Linked DNA regions of Mus musculus: all the other regions are linked to region 1. Evidence: chromatin contacts called from public promoter capture Hi-C data. All regions are on one chromosome and are shown on one strand. Each heading gives the region's core, a stretch centred on a gene start, on an enhancer-like site or on the middle of the called end of the contact. The rest is flanking DNA. Distances are from core to core; before and after follow the strand shown. Region 1 holds the start of Galnt15 (polypeptide N-acetylgalactosaminyltransferase 15). Region 2 overlaps Colq (collagen-like tail subunit (single strand of homotrimer) of asymmetric acetylcholinesterase). Region 3 overlaps Ankrd28 (ankyrin repeat domain 28).

Region 1 (2,904 bases), core at 159-2,658:
GCAAGAAGTACGTAGACATTTCTTGCAATTCTTGCATCTGCTTCTTTGACCCCAGATAAAGGTAAACACTAATAGTAACCCAACGTGAAGACTGCCCTGGAGTCAGCATGAGAGAGAGATGGAAGGTTCCTCGAAGCTTCTGCTCCCATCTCACTGTGTGACCTAGGGGGACTAAAGGCAGGCCTGGGAAGAGAATGAACGAATGAGATCGTCCCTCCCTCGGGACTTGTTAGTAGCTCATCAGTGACTCTGGGGCTTCTGACTGAGCAGGTCTGAGACAGGATTTGAGGATCTCCAATTCAGGCACTTCATCAGCCAGGCTGATATCTGGCCCCAGGGCCCACATCTTAAGGAGCACTGTCCTAAGGGAGCACTGTCCTAAGGATGGGAGAGGCAGACTGCAGAGTTGGCACCTGGGACTTTACTACCACTGAGTCACACGCTTAGACTGGAGAAGAGATGGCAGGGCCCTTACTTACAGTGGGTGTCGCACCTCGGGCAGGACTCTCCTCAGGGGCAGGCGGGCACTGAGTGGCTTGTTGAGGCCATCTGAGTCCGGGCCAAGTGGGGTCAGCACCTCTTCTGATTCCTCCCCATCCTCTTCGGTCCTCCAGTCCTTTTCCAGGGCTTCCTCATCCCATCTCCTGCTCCTGTGTTTGATGAACTGGTAGCTGCCCTGTCTCCTGCCCTGGCTCTGACTCCTCCTAGCTCTGGGTGAGGCCACGGCCACCAGCAGTTGATCCTCCTGCAGGGAGATGAAGGATGGCAGGCCATCCAAGAGACTGTACTCATCACCTTCAGTCTCAGCCTCCAGGACCCACTCCTGAGAGTCTCCAAAGTCCAGGCGGTACCCCGTGTCAGGGCTGTGTTTGCTGGCCTGAGCTGTGACAGCCTGGTGCAGGGTGGGCGGGGGAGGATGCAGCAGGATCACCATCATCAGGACACATCCCAGAGTCAGGAAGAGTAGGAGGAACTGAAGCCTGGAACGTCCACTCCTGGGTCGCTTCCTCGGGAGCATGTCGCAGCCACTCGCCACGAAGCAACAGGTCCTGATCAAGTTTGCTTCCTCCTTGCTATCCAGGTACCTTCAAGCTCGAAACTGAACCTGGGCTGTTCATTCCAGCTAAAAGGCTTTTTGCCATCCACCTGCACCTCTTATCCCACCAGACGTTTGCTAACGTCTATATGCTAACGTAGCATTTATAAGACCCACTGCCCTCTAGAATCAGAAAGCCACCAGAGCCTGGGCTCCTGGGTCCTCTCTGAGTGTTAGCTGTCTTCTGAGAAGGGTCTCCGGTTGTTGGCTCCTCTCTCACCCTGCTCTTGTCCATCCTGCTCTGGTGATTAGCCCATGTTCTTTCCCCCTCTGCATGAGTGGTCAGGTTCTACAAGCTGTCTGGGGCGAGTTGCTGGGGGATTCAGTCAAGCCAAGATGACAGACATCCTCCTTGGGATGCCTTGAGTCAGGTCAGAGCAACAGATGTAAAGCCGGCAGGCACGGTCGGGGTTTCCTTTCACACATACCTCCAGCTCTGCAGGAACCCTCTGCCAGATAGGACAGGGAGCCAAGTGTGCGTCTCGCTCCTGGTCCTAATGCCCCCGTGTTCCCAGGCTTTGCACAGCCACACAGCGTCACCCCAAGAGCCGATCCAAAACAGCAACCTCCCAGGAGTTCAGACTTGAGCACCATTCATAGGGAGGCATCCTCTCCCCACCCAGAAGAGCAGGAAGGAGAATTCCCTTCTGGTTTGGACAGGCTGCCAAGGTGACGCAGATGCCAGGAGCCAGCTGCCTGTCAGCACCTTCAATCTCCCAAGGCAATCTGCCTGGCTCCTTCCTGGGGCCCCACTAGCCTTTCCTTTCTAAAAGTGAGGAGCAGAGGGAGCCCTTGTAAGTCTGGCTACCTGGCTTCCTCAGAAGCACCTGGAGGCTGATGGAGGACAGGCATACTTCAAGCTCTTTCAGTCTTCAAACTCCATTTAGCTTGTACACACATAATGAGCAGCTGCCGGCCATATGCCCCCAACTGTTCCCTGGGCCAGGAGTATAACAGAGAATGAAGTCAAACTGGGACCTCCGGGTGCTTACATGACAGTGAGGGAGATGGAGAGATGGTCTGTTAGTGTCTGGAGGTCAGACTATGTCAAGGGCCAAGGGGGAGGGGCAGGGGGCGGGGGGCGGGGACGAGGCAGAGATGGGAGCTGGGGAATATGGGCTGGAGGTTAAAAATCAATCTGAAGTGGCACTGTGTGTTTCCTAGAAGAACCAGCATCTGTGTAATGGGGAGAGTCACAGAAGGAGTAACAAAGGCGAGGCTCTGAAAGGAGTGGGTCTGGTATAGGGAACAGCGGGCCAGAGCATAGCAGGCCAATCGCACTGTGATGGAGCCACTATAGGTGAGGAAGCACAAAGGAAGGGAGATAAGGAGGGCATGGTTGGAGCAGAGGCAAAAGGAGACATGACAGGAGGCAGAGCATGGTGGGCGGTGGATTACTGAGAAGTAAGGCATGCTGGGAGATGGAGCATAATGGGAAATGGGGCACAATGAGAGATGGCACAGGGCAGCGGGCATGACGGGAGGTGAAGAGCAGTCAGAGGCAGCGCAATGGGAGGGAGCATGGAGCAATGGGAGTGAAGGAAAACGGAGATGGAACATGGTTGTGTGACGGACACACGTCCCCAGAAAAGAATCCCACAGCAGACCAAAGTAATGACTGCACCAAAGTCGTTTGGTGGGTCATGAGTTTTAATTGGGGTTACTAACAGGAGTATGGGTCAGGGGTTACAGGAAGAGGGGTGGTGCAGAAAAGCAGCTGCATCATTGCAAAGCGGCCCACCATGGGTGATAGCTCATGAAAGCTGTGACCCCGAGCTCTGCACAACCTGCAGGCAGCCGAAGGGTCC
Region 2 (2,904 bases), core at 264-2,763, 500 kb after region 1:
CATGTTTTCATTTTAACCCCAGGTGTGGGATATGGGGCTGCTTCAGACTGTCCACAGCAGCCGACTATGATGTGTCTTGTGCTCTAGCAGGGGCATGGTTTTGCCAGCTGCAACTAGTTTCTGTGATTTCATGGTGTTTGGAATTCTGGGAACTTTTCAAAGGGCATATATGTATTAGAGCTCCGCTAGGTTGCAGTTTGTTAAGTAGTCTTGTGTAAAGAAGAAGAAATTAGATATCCAAACAGCCAAGATCAAACTTGCTCCAGGGAACTTGATGCCTCATATCAGCAGGAAGTAGTCTAACAATAACGTCGGCCCCTCTTTCCAACCCCTAACTTTAATCAGGGATCTCTCTCCTTTCCTCTCTGTCCTTTTTCCTCTTTTATCTAGGATTAGGGGTTAAAAGGGTGGAAGAAAGGGGGTGGCGAAGGATGTAAGAAAGAAGAACCCACAAAGTAGTAAAGACAGCTACACTGGGGGAAGAAATTCAGGCTGTGCCGTTCAGAGCATCATGGCAGGAAGCTGGCAGGATGCTGGATGTCCTCTGACACCTGGGAGGAAGCGGAAGCAGTGGGGACTGCGGTGGGGGCAGCAGGCTCCCTGCCACATCCTGTCCGGAGGCCACCTCAAGTCTGTCTCAGCACCATGGAACCAGCTGGTGTTGGAGAGGGCAGGAACGTTTTAATTACTCAGGTTACAGGGGAAGGGGGAATGGGAGTGAGGAAGGAATACAGGCAAAATCTAAGATGTAATTTGCAGTAATACGATTATAACTTTGAACACTTCTTTCCTGTATTCAGACAGGATACGAATGAATCAACACGGCACCTGGGAGTACCCGTGTTCTTGGGCCTGTCATCTGAATGGGGCAGAGTTATTCAAATATCAGCCACACCACTAATTAGCTGAATATCTGAAAAGCCCTGACTCTTTCCGGAGCTACGGTTCTGGTGGAGCTCTGAGGTCATAGAACATTCCAGAAGGCTGCTCCAGTGCCTCTCTCAAGTTCCTCCTTGTCTCTTTGGAGTCTCTGAAAATATCAAAACCCAAGGCTATGCTTTCCCACAGAATTCTTTTCCTATTCTTTGTTAGAACTGAAGCTTGGCGTGCTGTTGGACCAGCCTGTAAGCCAGCTAAGGGAGGCTTAAGGCAGGTGGGGTGGGTCTTCATTGGGTCCTTCTATTATGTGGCATCTTCCCTATGGCCCTGACCAGACATCACACTCTGGGTTCACTTTATTTGCCACCCTTCTAGGATCTACAGACTCAGTTCCCATTTCCTGGCTGCCCCAGCTGAACTGCCTACCACCCAGGGTAGGCTGGTCTCCAGTGGTCCCTAATGGTCCCTACTGTTCCCGGTATTCCTGAAGGAGGGGCAGGCAATCGCTCTATCCAGATCTCTCTCTCTCTCTTTCTCTCTCTTCTGTCAAATGACTCCAGTTTCAGCGTCTTTCTGTCAAACAGAAGTGACTTCTACAAAGACCTTTGCTCTCTAACTAGTTACTCAATCACCAGATACTCTGTTTCCAACATGTGTCAAGCCATGGCCTGCTCTTGTCAAACTTCCTGTGGGAAGAGAGACCTTAATAGAATAATCTCAGAATGTGTAGGCTTGTAAGCGGAGGGGAAGTACCTGGAAGGCAAAGAGTCTGGATATGATGGCTTAGGCCTGTGATTCCAGTACCTGGGTGACAGACAGAATTGCCACCAGTTGGAGACCAGCTTGGGCTATATAGCAAGTTCGTGGCCAGCCTGTGCTACCAGGCCAGACTGTTTCAGGAGAACACTGTATTAAAAAAAAAAAAGTCAAGGCAAAACTGGGTAGAGAGGTGCATGCCTGAAGTTCCAGCCACTTTGGAGACTGAGGCAGGAGGATTGCTTAAATCCAAGAGTTCAAGACCAGGCTAGGCAATTTAGTCAGACTTCATATCAAAAAAAATAAATGATGGTTATAGGTCAAAGTGAAGCCAGGTGGTGGCACACGCCTTTAATCCCAGCACTCGGGAAGCAGATCTCTGAGTTCGAGACCAGCGTGGTGTACGAAGTGAGTTCCAGGACAGTCAGAGCTACACAGAGAATCCCTGTCACAGGGCAGGAGGTGGGGCGGGGACAGAGTTAATGTGAGAACTATAGACAGGGACCTTGCTACAGAGTGAATTTCTTAACCACACTCTTCCAGGATGTATCTTGACTTTTCTTAGTACCCAGATGGAGACAGGGTTGGAGGAGAAAATGTTCTATTTTCTTCCAGGAGAAATAAAAGAAACGCACACTCAGACATTCCTCTGTAAATATGTAAGATACTTAAAAGACAGAGTCAGTTGGACTGGCAAGATGGCTCGATGGGCAAAGGCACTTGTCGCTACACCTGATGGCCCGAGTTCCATCTACAGGTCCTGTATGGTGGGAGGAGAGACCTAACTCCCCAAGCTCGTCCTCTGACGACCTCATTTGCCCTGGTGTGTACAACTTCCCTCCTCCCCCAAATAAATAGCAATCATTAAAAAAAAAATACAATAAAAGTTTTCCATCCACTGCACATCCATCTACAAGATGACCTTTTCAATAATGGCCACAAATAAGACATGTCCTCCAACAAGGAAATCTAGAGCTAATCAACAGATGAACTATTAGCTTGGTTCAGCCTCTAGGTGCTGCTCTCGGGGCTGTAGGGCCCGCAAACCCCTCATCTTTCTTACAGGTTGTTTCTTAGTGGTCAAACTAAGGGTACTATGGGATCCGATAGTAGGTTGAGGAGGAGGCCCCATTCCTCGCTGATTGGTTCTCCCTTATACTGCCACATCTTGGCTGGGAGCCTCTCCCTCTGCCTGTCCTGCCTCCAGCTCTCAACTTCTCTTCCTTACACAGGTTGCTCGTATCACCTGACCTGCTTGGCTCTAGTTAC
Region 3 (2,904 bases), core at 170-2,669, 260 kb after region 1:
ACCATGCTGGGTCAGACTTCTCATGCTTACAAGGTAAGCATCTTACCAACTGAGATGTGTTCCCAGCCCTATTTGAGACCTGTTCCTAGTCCTATTTATATCTTTTGTGGAATCATTTTCAGTTCCAGGAAACGAAAGGTAGTATTCTACCATAAATCGCTCTTATCGCAAGAGTTCTGTAACAGATGTTTCTTTAAATCTTAAAATGTAAAGAATATGGACTTTTGCCAAGCATGGTGGCACATGCCTGTAATCCTAGCACTCGGGAGTTAGAGGCAAGATAATTGTGAGTTCAAGACCAGACAGGACTACTTAGGAAGTTCCATGTCAGCCTGGTTACAAACCAAGATTCTGTCTTTAATAAAGGAAGAAAGAAGGAAATCTTTAAATTTATGACAAATTTAGGTGAGGAAACCCTTACAGATTAAAACACAGAGCCTAAGTCCAGTCTTGGCTTAGAACCTGTAACTACAGCACTCAAGAGGGTTGGGCCAGGAGAATTGTACACAAGTTTGAAAACAGCCTGGACCATGTTTCAAAACCAAAATATAGGAAAAATGGCTTTTCATTGACTTGCTGGGTTACACATGGAAGAGTCTTACTAACATTTTTGAAAATTAATATTACATAATGAAGTTAAGTGAATCAGTTAATTGTACAAGCATGCCTCATTTTATTGAACTTTGCAAATACAGTGCTTTTTACACATTAAAATAATATAACAACTCTAAATTAAGCAAGCCAGTCTACAGTGTTTTCAGTAGCTCAAGTAATCATTGGCATCCTTATTTTAATTAAGGTTTTATCTTTTTTCAGAAATGAGGCTTCTGCACACTAATAGGCTACTGTAAAGTATTAACATTCTGCTACTGTTTCTTTTGTTTGTTTGTTTTGTTTTTTTGAGACAGAGTCTCTCTATATAGTCCTTGATGTCCTGGAACACACATGTAGACCAGGCTGGCTTTAAACTCACAGAGACCCCCTTGCCCCTGCCTCCTGAGAGCTAAGGTTAAAGGGGTATGCCAAGTTATATAATAATGTGTTATGTTTTGTCTATGACAATGTTGCACTGCTTTGAATGGGTTTCTTTTGACTTGCACACAGAGCCAGCCTGTTCAATCCCTTGCCATCTTTCTTTTGAGTTTTCTCTTTGATTTGCAACAGCTTTTCATATTCTGAATGAGACCCCTTTGAAATACATATTATAAATTCTATTCTTGTACTCCAGGTTGCCTTAATTCTTTGTGGAATCATTGAACATGAGGTATTAATTTTAACTTAGTGCAGGTTTTTGTTTATTTGATGTCTTGTTAAAGAAATCAGCCCATCCCCCATCTCCCACCAGCCCCACCCCCACACACACTCCTGATGCATATGAAGGCCAGAAAACAGTCTTGTGTGGAGCAGGATTGCATTGTTCTAGAGCTCACCAGGTAGGCTAGTGTGCTTAGCTAGTGAGTCCCAGGAATCTCTGTCTTTGCTTCTGAATGCTGATCTCAAGTACTTGGCTCTGTGCCCCCAAGCTTTTAATTATAGTGTTGAGAGGGGAGCAGTATACACATGGACATTGCTTGTCTGGCATGTGGAAACCAGGGGACCTTAAGTGTGAGCTCCTGAGAACTGTACCTTTTTTTGAGACAAGATCTCTCATTTACAGGCTTAGCAATTCTCCAGGATCCCTTTTGCCTGTACCCCTCAACACTCAGATGATAACCACATGCCAAAACTCTTTTAGTGTGTGGATGGCTATGTATATGTATTTTAATGCAAGTGCTTTCCTTTGCATGGGGCTGTCATTCCTCAGGAAGTTCTCACCTTCTGTTTGAGACAGCATCTCTCATTAACCTGGATCATTTCCTCTAAGCCAGGCTACCTAGTCTAGGAGCTAGGGATCTGCCTATCTCTGCCTTCCATCTCACCTTCACTGCAACTACAGGCATTTTACTGTACTCTTGTGAGTTCTATATCCTCACATTTGCACAGTAAGCAGTTTATCACATGAGCAGTCTTCTTAACCCAAGAAATCTTTTCTAACTTGAGTCAAAGATAATATTCTATATTCATGAGGACTTCTGAAATCTTATTCTTTACATTTAACAGCTCTGTAACATACTTAAGGTTAAATTTTACATATAAAAATACAATGTGTTAAGTTCTTATGTGTGTGTGTGTACAAGTTTATGTGAGACATCATTTCTGTCTCGAAGTTTTTGGCTTTATTAGGAAGTGTTAAGTGTTATTTAATGAAACAATTTGTCTTTCCCTCTATATTTTGTTTTGGCTTCTTTGTTTGAGACAGTGTCGTGTAGTGAGGATGGCTTTTCCTGATGCACCTACATCTCTGTATCCTAAGTGTTAGGGCACGCATGAACCAACAACTTTACTTCTTTTTCTTCTGGAGCTTCTATTATGCAATGTTATTCTCCTGTGACACCACATACACACACACACACACACACACACACACACACACACCATCTCCATTTTCTTCTTTCTACTCCAAATCCCCAACTGAACTAATTTAAAAGACCTGTGCACATTCAGAAATTCTGCTTGACATACTTATTTTCTAGACTCTAAATTTTAAAATTTTCATTCATTGAAGGTTTCAGTTGTAAGATTTCTGTTAGGGGGTTTTGTTGTTGTTCTGTTTGTTTTGTTTTGTTTATGATCTCTATTGAAATTTTTTATTCGGGTCATGAAGTGCTTTTCTGATTTCATTAAATTATCTGTCAGGTTTTTTGTTTTTTTTCTTGACTCGTGTCCTGCTTCTGTAAGATTATTCAGAATCCTTGCTAGGCAGTTTGCAAATGTGCTTGTATTTGATAGTAGGAGATGATTGTGTTCCTTGACAGGTGTCATCTTTACTTTTACATGTTTCTGTTATTGTCCATAAATTGATAT

Evidence for each region. Promoter capture Hi-C pulls out the DNA fragments that hold promoters and counts their contacts.
Region 2: a contact with region 1 is called in a promoter capture Hi-C map of liver, with 2.8 times the contacts expected there. The contact joins the enhancer-like site here to the promoter of Galnt15 in region 1. A contact is called at or near these places in 6 of 39 promoter capture datasets (cranial neural crest, embryonic stem cells, hippocampal neurons and 2 more).
Region 3: a promoter capture Hi-C map of embryonic stem cells shows a contact between it and region 1, with 5 times the contacts expected there. The contact joins the enhancer-like site here to the promoter of Galnt15 in region 1. A contact is called at or near these places in 9 of 39 promoter capture datasets (the 3T3-L1 cell line, the HPC-7 cell line, cranial neural crest and 4 more), 3 of 484 Hi-C or Micro-C datasets (embryonic stem cells, neural progenitor cells and neurons), 10 of 115 datasets of contacts at active chromatin or transcription factors (SST interneurons, acute myeloid leukemia, differentiating embryonic stem cells and 7 more) and 3 of 9 other capture datasets (adipose tissue, liver and pancreatic islet).

What each region holds. Positions count from the first base shown.
Region 1 is chr14:32,027,607-32,030,510 of GRCm38.p6, reverse strand. It overlaps Galnt15 (polypeptide N-acetylgalactosaminyltransferase 15), which reads right to left and starts at 1,408. Exons shown (of 10, transcript NM_030166.3): 1 at 480-1,408. The coding sequence starts at 1,018.
Region 2 is chr14:31,529,655-31,532,558 of GRCm38.p6, reverse strand. The region is part of intron 12 of Colq (collagen-like tail subunit (single strand of homotrimer) of asymmetric acetylcholinesterase); the gene reads left to right. Among named protein-coding and RNA genes, the nearest start is that of Eaf1, 36 kb to the right of the region's middle. Within about 2 kb of position 1,513, at least 118 of the 459 cell types and tissues checked have an H3K27ac peak or open chromatin away from gene starts, as enhancers often do. A contact at or near this core is called in liver, where this site is marked.
Region 3 is chr14:31,771,001-31,773,904 of GRCm38.p6, reverse strand. The region is part of intron 2 of Ankrd28 (ankyrin repeat domain 28); the gene reads left to right. Among named protein-coding and RNA genes, the nearest start is that of Ankrd28, 58 kb to the left of the region's middle. Within about 2 kb of position 1,419, at least 9 of the 459 cell types and tissues checked have an H3K27ac peak or open chromatin away from gene starts, as enhancers often do. A contact at or near this core is called in embryonic stem cells, where this site is marked.